2 separate regions of the Triticum aestivum genome follow, and region 1 is linked to region 2. Evidence: chromatin contacts called from public Hi-C data. All regions are on one chromosome and are shown on one strand. Each heading gives the region's core, a stretch centred on a gene start, on an enhancer-like site or on the middle of the called end of the contact. The rest is flanking DNA. Distances are from core to core; before and after follow the strand shown.

Region 1 (4,755 bases), core at 2,216-4,715, 290 kb before region 2:
TGGAGTTTGCTCCTCTCTTTTTTGTGCATGTGTCCTAAAGGCCTCAAACGACAGTATTGCTCTAGCCAGCGGTAGTACCGCTTATAAGCGGTACTATTGCTGTCCACTACCGCGTGTACTACCGCCGCTTCTGGGGACTCGACTTTTCGTGTCGGGTTTCCACGACAGTGGAATGGTCGTACGAGCGGTAGTACCGCTCGCCCACTAACGCTCCTCTTTTGCTTCCTTCTATACCCATTGCACTCTCAACGGTGGTAGGGCGGTAGTGGGTGCGCAACACTATGACTTGTAAGCCGTAGTACCGCTCTCTTGAGCGGTAGACTGCCACCATCCTCTGTTCCTGCCCTGTCTTTGTGGGCTCATGAGCTGCAACCCAAGCAGTAGTACCGCTGGGGCGAGCGGTAGTACCGCTCCGGTGGCACTACCGCCTTGTGGCTCCGTGCCACTGCACTGGTCTGCGAGTACTTCCGCCCGAGCGGTAGTACCACTTATATGCAGGTTGTGAGCAAGAAATCATTTGGATTTCTTCCCTCTATAAATAGGGGGTCTTCTTCCCCAAGAAGACCTACCTCTTCCTCCCCCAAACCCCGTTGTTGCTCAAAGCTCCATTTTTGTCCGATCTCTCTCCCTAGCCGACAAAACTTGTTTATTCTCTAGGATTTGGTTAAGAGGGACCCGATCTACACTTCCACCAAGAGAAATTTGATTTCCCCACTATTTCCTTGCAGATCTTGTTACTCTTGGGTGTTTGAGCACCCTAGACGGTTGAGGTCACCTCAGAGCCATAATACATTGTGGTGAAGCTTCATTGTACATTGTGGTGAAGCTTCGTTGTGGTGTTGAGAGCCTCCAATTTGGTTGTGGAGATTGCCCCAACCTTGTTTGTAAAGGTTCAATCGCCGCCTTCAAGGGTACCACTAGTGGAATCACAACATCTTGCATTGTGCGAGGGCGTGAGGAGAATATGGTGGCTCTAGTGGCTTCTTGGGGAGCATCGTGCCTCCACACCACTCCAATGAAGACGCACTTTCCCTCAAGGGGAAGGAACTTCGGTAACACATCCTCGTCTTCACCGGCTCCACTTGTGGTTACTTCTTACATTTACTTTGTGCAAGCTTTATTTGTGTTGTATCATTTACTTGCTCGTGTTGTTGTTGTTGCTAGCATCATATAGGTTGCTCACCTAGTTGCATATCTAAACAACCTATTTGTTGCTAAACCTAATTTGTTAAGAAAATAAAGAAATTGGTAATTGCGTATTCACCCCCTCTAGTCAACCATATCGATGCTTTCATAGGTGTTACTTTTGCCCATTCTTCCCTTTTCTCCACACACATCATATTTTTTGATAAGGCCACCTCATTATCCTCACCACCACCCTTATTCTCACTATCTGGTTTCTTCCACAACATGGATTCATTTCTAGTCTTAAAGCTGCCCCTTGCACCCGAGCTGCCACTCTCATAGGATCCACTATTAATTCTATCCCAAACTTTACTCTTCTCCGCCATGTCTTGTTGGTTAGGTCCAAATTGTCCCCCCTTCTCCCTTAGAACCAAATTTATATGCGTCATTTGTGCGCGAATGCTATATATCGCTTATAGGACTGTAACATCCATCTCGCCCGTAGTGACGACGTGTTTGGGCCGGCCAATAACGCGTGCGTGCGTTCGGGTCTGATTTCCACCGGTTTCTTTGTTTCTTCGTAGGTTTTCTTTGATTTTTTTATTTGTTATATTTTGAGTTTTTTTTCCTTTCTTTGTTATACTTTGTTTTTTTGTTTCTTCTTCGTTTCGTTCGTTTTTCTCTGTTTCTTTGTTGGTTTTTATCAATTTTCTTTTTTTAACACATGTATATATTTTCTCAGTACACAATGCACATTTTTAGTGCACATATGAAACATTTTTCTGACACACATTGGTCATTTTTCAAATACATGATACATTTTCTTAATATATGTTTTGAGCACTTTTTGGGTTACACAGTAACATTTTCCAAATAAGCACTGGTATATTTTTTATTGGCAATATTGTTTTTAAGCTACGCGGACATTTTTTTGTATAAATATTTTTTTAATGGCAAGTACATTTTGTTGAAATGCGAGATTTTTCTTTAAATATCACATACATTTTAAAATGGCAATACTTATTTTTTAAAGTATAAAAACATTTATTAAATGGCATGAATATTTTTTGAAGACACAGGAATATTTTTAAAAATGTCACATACATTTTTTAATGACAATACACATTTTTTAACCTACACAAACACATTTTTACCTTTGTATAATCATTTTGTAAATGTCATGAATATCTTTTTTAGAACAAAAAAAATATTTCTTTTAAATGTTAAGTATATTTTTTAATGGCACACAATATTTTTTATACAACACAAACATTTTTTACATAACATATACATTTTAAAAAGATTACATACATTCGTTTGAAATATGGGAACATTTTTTTGAAAATCTATCAGCATTTTTAAAATGGCATTAACATTTTTTAATACTGTCTAATTATTCTTTGTTTCCATGTTTTTTAAAATTAAGTAAGTTTATTTTTTTAGAACACATTCATTTAAAATACAGATAAAAAGAGAACATGAAAATAGAAAAAATGAAATTATCACAGCATCATCATGATGTCAGCATGACCATACTGGTCCCTACTTTGCCGGCCCATCACTGGCTCCACCAACTACAGCCGACCCCCCATTCGGGAACAATTAACCTTGGCTGGGGGCCTACATTTGTTCTACATGCCATGCCACTCGCTTTGGTTACGGGTGGATTAGCCTCGATGAAGCTCTTTGCTTTGTTTGCAGACTCACCCGAGCCCAAGTTGTAAGCATGCAAAATCTCATTAAGATGGTATGCACTTCGTCCATCTGTCTTTTCGTAAAAACCAGACAGTCATCTGCAAAAAGAAGATGAGACACCCAGGGCGTTGGTTAGGTCCAAATTCTTCTTCCGTAGTCCCAATTCTATATGCGATATTTGTGCGCGGTTTATCCAGAATGGGCAAAGAACCCGCGGTGGGCTAACCTGGGCTAAGGGCCTACATTTGTTCCACATGCCACGCCCACGGGCGGATTAACATCGGTGGATCCAGCCCAGCTCTCCGATGCTCCGAGCGCGGGAGCGGTTTCCCCATGGGCGGGAAACCAATTTGGCTGGTGCCTTGTTCCTCCAGATTCCAGACTCCTCGAGCATGTTATTGTTATGAAAAAATATAATAACTCCTCGAGTTTTGCAAACCTAGCCTAAGATATCTCTTGCCCGTCACAAAATTGACGAATGTACTATCCGGGGGCCTTATTTATTTTCATATTCGCTCCCCTAGCTAAGCAAAATACAACCTGGGTCCATGGTGAAAATGTTGCTGGCAGTGTGGCAGGAGCGTCGTGCGTGCGCCGAGGGTGCAACGGCAAAAACCCGCCGTCCCCGTTCCGACCCCTTCCCCACCCCAACACCCCCGCCCCGCTCTGAGACGGACTGCCTTTTTCCGTACTCGCAATTCCATCCATGGCCTCCCCTCCCGGCCCTCACCCCCAACCCCACCGCCTCCTAGCCCACTAGCCTAGGGTTTCGGGCCCCGAGATCGTCGTCGTCGCCGCCGCCGCCGCCGCCGCCGCAATGTCTGCCTCGCCGGGGCAAGTCGTGAGCGAGGTCGGCAAGCGCCTCGCGCAGCCGCGCCTCGGCAAGGACGCCCTCGTCAAGCTCCTCAAGGTGACCGCCCCCGTCCGTCCCGCACCAGTCCTCCTCCGATCTAAACCCGCTCGCTTCCGTTCCTCGCGAGACGCTATGCTGCTTCTGGGGTTTTGAAATTGCCTCGAAGGGCACCGCTGATTTTAGTGTTTTTTTTTTTTGGGTTCTCGAACACTGACTGTAGTGTACCTGCTAGTGCTAAAATTAGTAGCTGTGGTTCGCGATTCCGCTCCAACCTTCATGGGGTTACGAGGGGCTGGCGAATTCGAGCACCATGTAGTATTCGTGTGATGGGGCACAGGGGCAGCGATGCTGAAGAGGTTGTATGTTCACTATGCTTATGTTTGACAGTTTGAGCAAAGCCTCTGAGGTGTTTAGTGTCAACTCGGCATGGATCTATGGTGTTTATCATTGCTCGAAACTTGTTTCCCCTCTGTTGAAAGAGTACCAGTACCGTTTATTTCCCTGCCAACTGGAGGCAGTCAGAGAACCTTCAGTTAATTGTCACATGTCTATTATTTCATCAGTAAACAATTTTATGAGCACTTGTTGTTTCAAGTTTGCCTGCTTTGTGAATTGGTAATATGAAGGAAGGTACTAGCAATGAAGATCTATGGATAAGGAACAAAGGAGATTTGATTTTTCAGGCTTCAACCATTCATTATCTTAAACCGTCAGTAACATTTGAGTATTTCGATCCATTTTACAAGATAAACAGGTTAACTGGAGATCAAGTGGGTTAATTTCGGTCCTTCCCTTTTTTCCCTGAAACGGATATTAGCCTTTTTTACTGTTATACGAGAATACAGTTTTGATCTGGTTGTACTGTACTTGTATTTTATCCAGCGTTTGCGGGAGTTTAGAGCAATGGCTTTGTACAAATACATTGTTGGATCTCTACCTGAACTGTTCTCTAGCCCCCATTAGGGGTTACATATTTGCATACTTTTGTTTAATGCATGTATACTATGACAACCCCTCCGACAGTTGAACCTTGAACCTAGTAGGACAGGGATGCAGGCCAGCTCACCGTAATCATCCAAAGG
Region 2 (4,578 bases), core at 310-2,809:
CATGAGAGGAATAAGTAGTAGTAAGCATCCAAGCTTGGAGATGTAACAAATTGATGTCATTGTGAGAACATGCCCTGCCGAAAAAAGAACACCAAATTCAGAGATCTTGTGATGCAACAACTTCAAGTATGACCATGCAAGGTTTAACATGTCCCTTATACTGCCTTACCAAGCAAATAGACAGTTCTTCCACTCCGAGTACATACAACCTATGCTTCCAAGCATTTCCGGAAAGCCTCTCGATTCATTGAGCGCTAACAACCGGCTGTATCCGCAACATTTGGTCTCTCAAGTACTCGAGAGAAACACTCTATCCGCAGCTTTGCAGAACAAGAACAATGACTCAACGCATGTGGACTCACTCATGCGCGAGTACTCATTAACAAGATCATTGGGAACTCCCTCTGTAAGCATCCGAACAACTGCAACACATTTATGGTAAGAGGAGAAGCCAACCTTTCCAAAGGCATCATACTTGCAGTTGAAGTAATCATTATACCTCATCACTCCTTCCTGAATACGGTTGAACAATGATCTCACCATCCGGAAGCGTAGCTAGAAAAGCTTCACAGAGAATAGTGGTTTTGTGAGATCGGAATAATCGTTATAGAGTAGGACATGACCATTTTCTCTGTTACGAGTCAACCCAGAAGCATGGCTCGGGATCAATCCCCTAAACAATGGTCCCTGCCTCGCAATGTGCCCATTGACGATGAAAGTAGCAACCACACAATCATCATCGTCAGGCGATGATGAACATATGATGTTATTGTAAAAAAACACATCCGAGCTATCTGCCATGATACTTCGAAGTGATGACTCCGTATCTCAGTAGACAGCAGCGGACAGCTCGTCCAGTCAAACAACCGAACACCTTGTGGGCGGGGACAGAGGCGAGCGTGGACGAGTCATGGCCGGTGAAGGGTTCCGTCCTTGGCATGTTCAGGCAGCAGGGCTGTCGAACCCCGCGTCCTCCGGCGGTGACAGTGAAGGTAGCAGTGGCATGCCTGGGGCTGCCGGCAACCCTGGGCAGGCGTGCCTTGTACTGCTCTGTTGGCGGCAAGAAGCGGCCACAACGTCGACAGAGTGGACGCCGGTGGCTGCGGTGGCGGTGAGGCCGTGGATGGGTGCGTCGACGAGATCTGGGGCGGTGGCGAAGAGATCAAAAGTTGGGCGGCGACGACGAGAGCAAAGAAGACGAGGTGATTGTGGTGGACGGGGGAGAACGGCATGTGTGCCACCGTTAAACGGGCCAGAAGAGAACGCCGCGGGTGTCCACTGCGTGTCCACGAGGACGCAAATTCACTCTGCTGCAAATGGATCCAAGCAAACAGCAATACTGACATCAGTTTTTTGTTAGATGGACGATCCAAAGTTGCGAGCGGCTGGAGCGGCACGCCAGCATCGGAGTCAGCACTGCGGATAACCCATTGTCGCCACAACCAAACCCCACTCGGCAGGCGGCCGGCCGTGTCTGCCCAGAGGCCCCCTCGTGGGTGGGGTCCACGCACCACACGGCCGGCCATCTCTTCCCGGTCTCTCTCCTGCTAGAAGCGTCGTCTTCGTCGCGCTCCGCTCCACTACTCCCCCCAAACTGCTGCCGCCTGCATCGAAGCGAAAACGTAAACAACCCAGACACCGAGACACGGCCCTCTCCAATGGAATCCACGGAAGGTCCACGACGCCCCGCTCCCCGCCACTAGCCCACTGACCCCACCGCCACCACCACGACCACCACCATGCTCCAGCTCCAGCCTCCTCGCTTCCTGCCGCTCCCTCGCTCCCGCCTCCCTGGCCGCCGCCGCCGCCGCGCGCCCCCGCCCGTCCTCGCCGTCCGCTCCCAGTGGAAGCTCCCCGATGTCGACACCGGTGGGCGCCCTCCCTGAAGCCCCCGATAGGTCGTGCCCCGTGCTCTCTCTGATCGCTGCGGGCTTGCTGTTTCGCAGATGCGGTGCAGGAGCGGGTGCGTTCGTGGTTCTCCCGGGCGCGGGGCGCGGTGGTGGACGTCACGCAGGCGGCGCGGGAGCGGGGGAAGCGCAAGGAGGAGGCCGATGGGAGGAAGAAGCAGCGGAAGGAGGAGGTGGAGGAGGAGCCGCTCGTCGCGGTGCCGGAGATCACCCTGGAGCGGCGGGTCGGCCGCGGCTGGCTCTCCGTGGACGCCATTGTCGCCATCGAGCAGTTTGCTAGGTATGTCAAGCGACCTTGCACTTGCTCTGCCCTTCGGGTCAATCTGTCGTAGATGTAGAATAAATGCCCAGATTCATTCTGTTAATAAAATGACTACCAGTTCGTTTCCTGACTATCATAATGTTAAACGATTAATAAAGCCACAAACTGCGTTTCTCTTGGACTCAATTGACAGGACGCTCGTTGGTGATATCATATGAGGACTACTCTGAACCATGTGCTGTAATAGATAGGATCATCTTAGGTAGAACCATCCGGAATTGTAGTGTAGATGTTGCAAGAATATTAAGCCTTCTCTTGGACCTGGGGATTTTTAACTTCTAATTGCTGTGAAGTTGCGGTGTTCCAAGCAGGCTTTCAGTGGATAAATTCAATACTACAAAATAGAAACCCTTTAACCAAGTTTGGTCTTGCATTGTTGCGGCAAATGAGGAACAAGAATTTTCTGGAATACAATGGGATGAAACACGCATAGCATAGGAAGCAGAAATTTCTCTGACCGAATTGATGTAAACTAACCAAACCAGTACAAAGAATAACTGGAAGACGTTTGCTTCCCTTGTTTAATTTTGCATGAGATGTCTTGGGAATCTCAGTTTCCCATCAAAATTCCTCTCCCAGGTCTGTGAGCAAGTAACAATAAAATGGGGATCCTTAATGGATTGATTTCAATGCAAATCAACCAAATTAAACAAGAAAGGAAGGATCGATAAATTGATCAAACTAATGGTCAGTGATGACTATGATGACAAATTGAGGATGTGGATCAAAACTTGGTGTCGCTCAGCCCACTAAGGAAGTGGTTGTGGGCGATCTTGTCTCTGGCCTTGCTGGCGCTCTCAGAATGCACAAGGTTCTTTGGCACTGTCTCGTCATTGATGACATCACACTGTAGCTCTGGGCCCATCTACTCCCCATTCATCTCACATATATTGTGCAGCACACAACATACGCCGATCACGGTAGGGAGATCCGAGATCTTCATATGTGCGCACTTTTGCAGGCACATCCATCGTCCCTTGAGTCGTGCAAATGCATCCATGGACATGTGCCGGAGCTTCGTGACCTTCTCGTTGAATGTATTTTGTTCCCTTGTCAGGTTTTGGTGTGTGTATGGGATGAGAAGCCAGTCCATCAGTAGCTAGAGCCGCCGACCACCCATGACCCAATCATTATTCCGTTGCCGCCATGCTGCTGCAGAAGCGAATTGCTGAGGACCTCATCATCATTCATGCTTCCAGGCTAACCGATGTATACATAACTGAAAATGCCGTTAGGGTCGACGGCCCCCTGGAGGGTGGTGGAGTAGGAGGGCTTCTTGTTGCGCTTTGCGTGATTAGGGTTGTAGTACTTTCTGGCCCACATTTGCGGTTCGATGATTGGGATGTGGGTTGTATAGATGACATCAACGACGTCTGGCATGCTGGAGATGGCCTTAAGGGCCAGTTCTTTTGCTAGTTTTTTTGGCTTCCAGAATAAGCTGCCCCCTACCTAGCTTATTCTAGAAGCCCAACCAAAATTTCTTTTTAGAAGCCTACTAGTCAAGTCTTAACTACTAAGCTTCTAAAAAAATAAATTTGGTTGGGCTTCTAGAATAAGCTAGGTACGGGGCAGCTTATTGCAGCTTATTCTAGAAGCCACCAAAAGAACTGGCCCTAAAGCTGCTCCTGAAGATGGCGGCCTGGTCAGGCCACCGAAGAAAGCAGGGCATGAGCCTTTGGCGGATGGCGGTGCAGACCTCAAGGACGATCTTGTGGCATATAGAAAGGCCAATACCAAAGCGGTCAAAGATGATGCAGAGGGGCTCACCGGTGGCGAGGCGCCAGATGCAGACGGCAACGCGTTGGCGCACAGGGATGGAGGGGCGGAGCGAGGTATCCTCCTTGGCGATGGCGGAGCCCAGTGCAATATCATTGCAAAAGTGTCCCAACCCATCCAATGACCCATCCAGAAATGGTTGCGGAATTTGGCCTCTGGGTAGCCAGGGCTGCTGCACTGCTTCCACCACATGCCCGACCGGTACTTTGGCCACAGCTTCTGTTGTTGATGAGGTTAGATGTCAATGCCCCCAGCTCCAGTGCAATATCATTGCAAAAGTGTCCCAACCCATCCAATGACCCATCCAGAAATGGTTGCGGAATTTGGCCTCTGGGTAGCCAGGGCTGCTGCACTGCTTCCACCACATGCCCGACCGGTACTTTGGCCACAGCTTCTGTTGTTGATGAGGTTAGATGTCAATGCCCCCAGCTCCAGCACACTGGCGGACAGTCTGCTTGGACGACCCACTAGTCCTGCTCCCATCCACTTGAGTTAGTTGAGACTCAGCCTCATCCTCATCACCATTCACGAGATATAGATCATGGGTTGCAGCATCGAGGAACGTGAGTTTGT

Evidence for each region. Hi-C and Micro-C count contacts between places; a contact is called where the count stands out from the background.
Region 1: a contact with region 2 is called in a Hi-C map of leaf, with 4 times the contacts expected there. The contact joins the promoter of LOC123071558 here to the promoter of LOC123071557 in region 2. A contact is called at or near these places in 3 of 5 Hi-C or Micro-C datasets (all in leaf).

The regions. Positions count from the first base shown.
Region 1 is chr3B:665,324,685-665,329,439 of IWGSC CS RefSeq v2.1, reverse strand. LOC123071558 (sister chromatid cohesion protein PDS5 homolog A-B) reads left to right here and starts at 3,465. Exons shown (of 28, transcript XM_044495136.1): 1 at 3,465-3,730. The coding sequence starts at 3,638.
Region 2 is chr3B:665,029,773-665,034,350 of IWGSC CS RefSeq v2.1, reverse strand. LOC123071557 reads left to right here and starts at 1,559. Exons shown (of 11, transcript XM_044495133.1): 1 at 1,559-1,869; 2 at 1,947-2,187. The coding sequence starts at 1,740.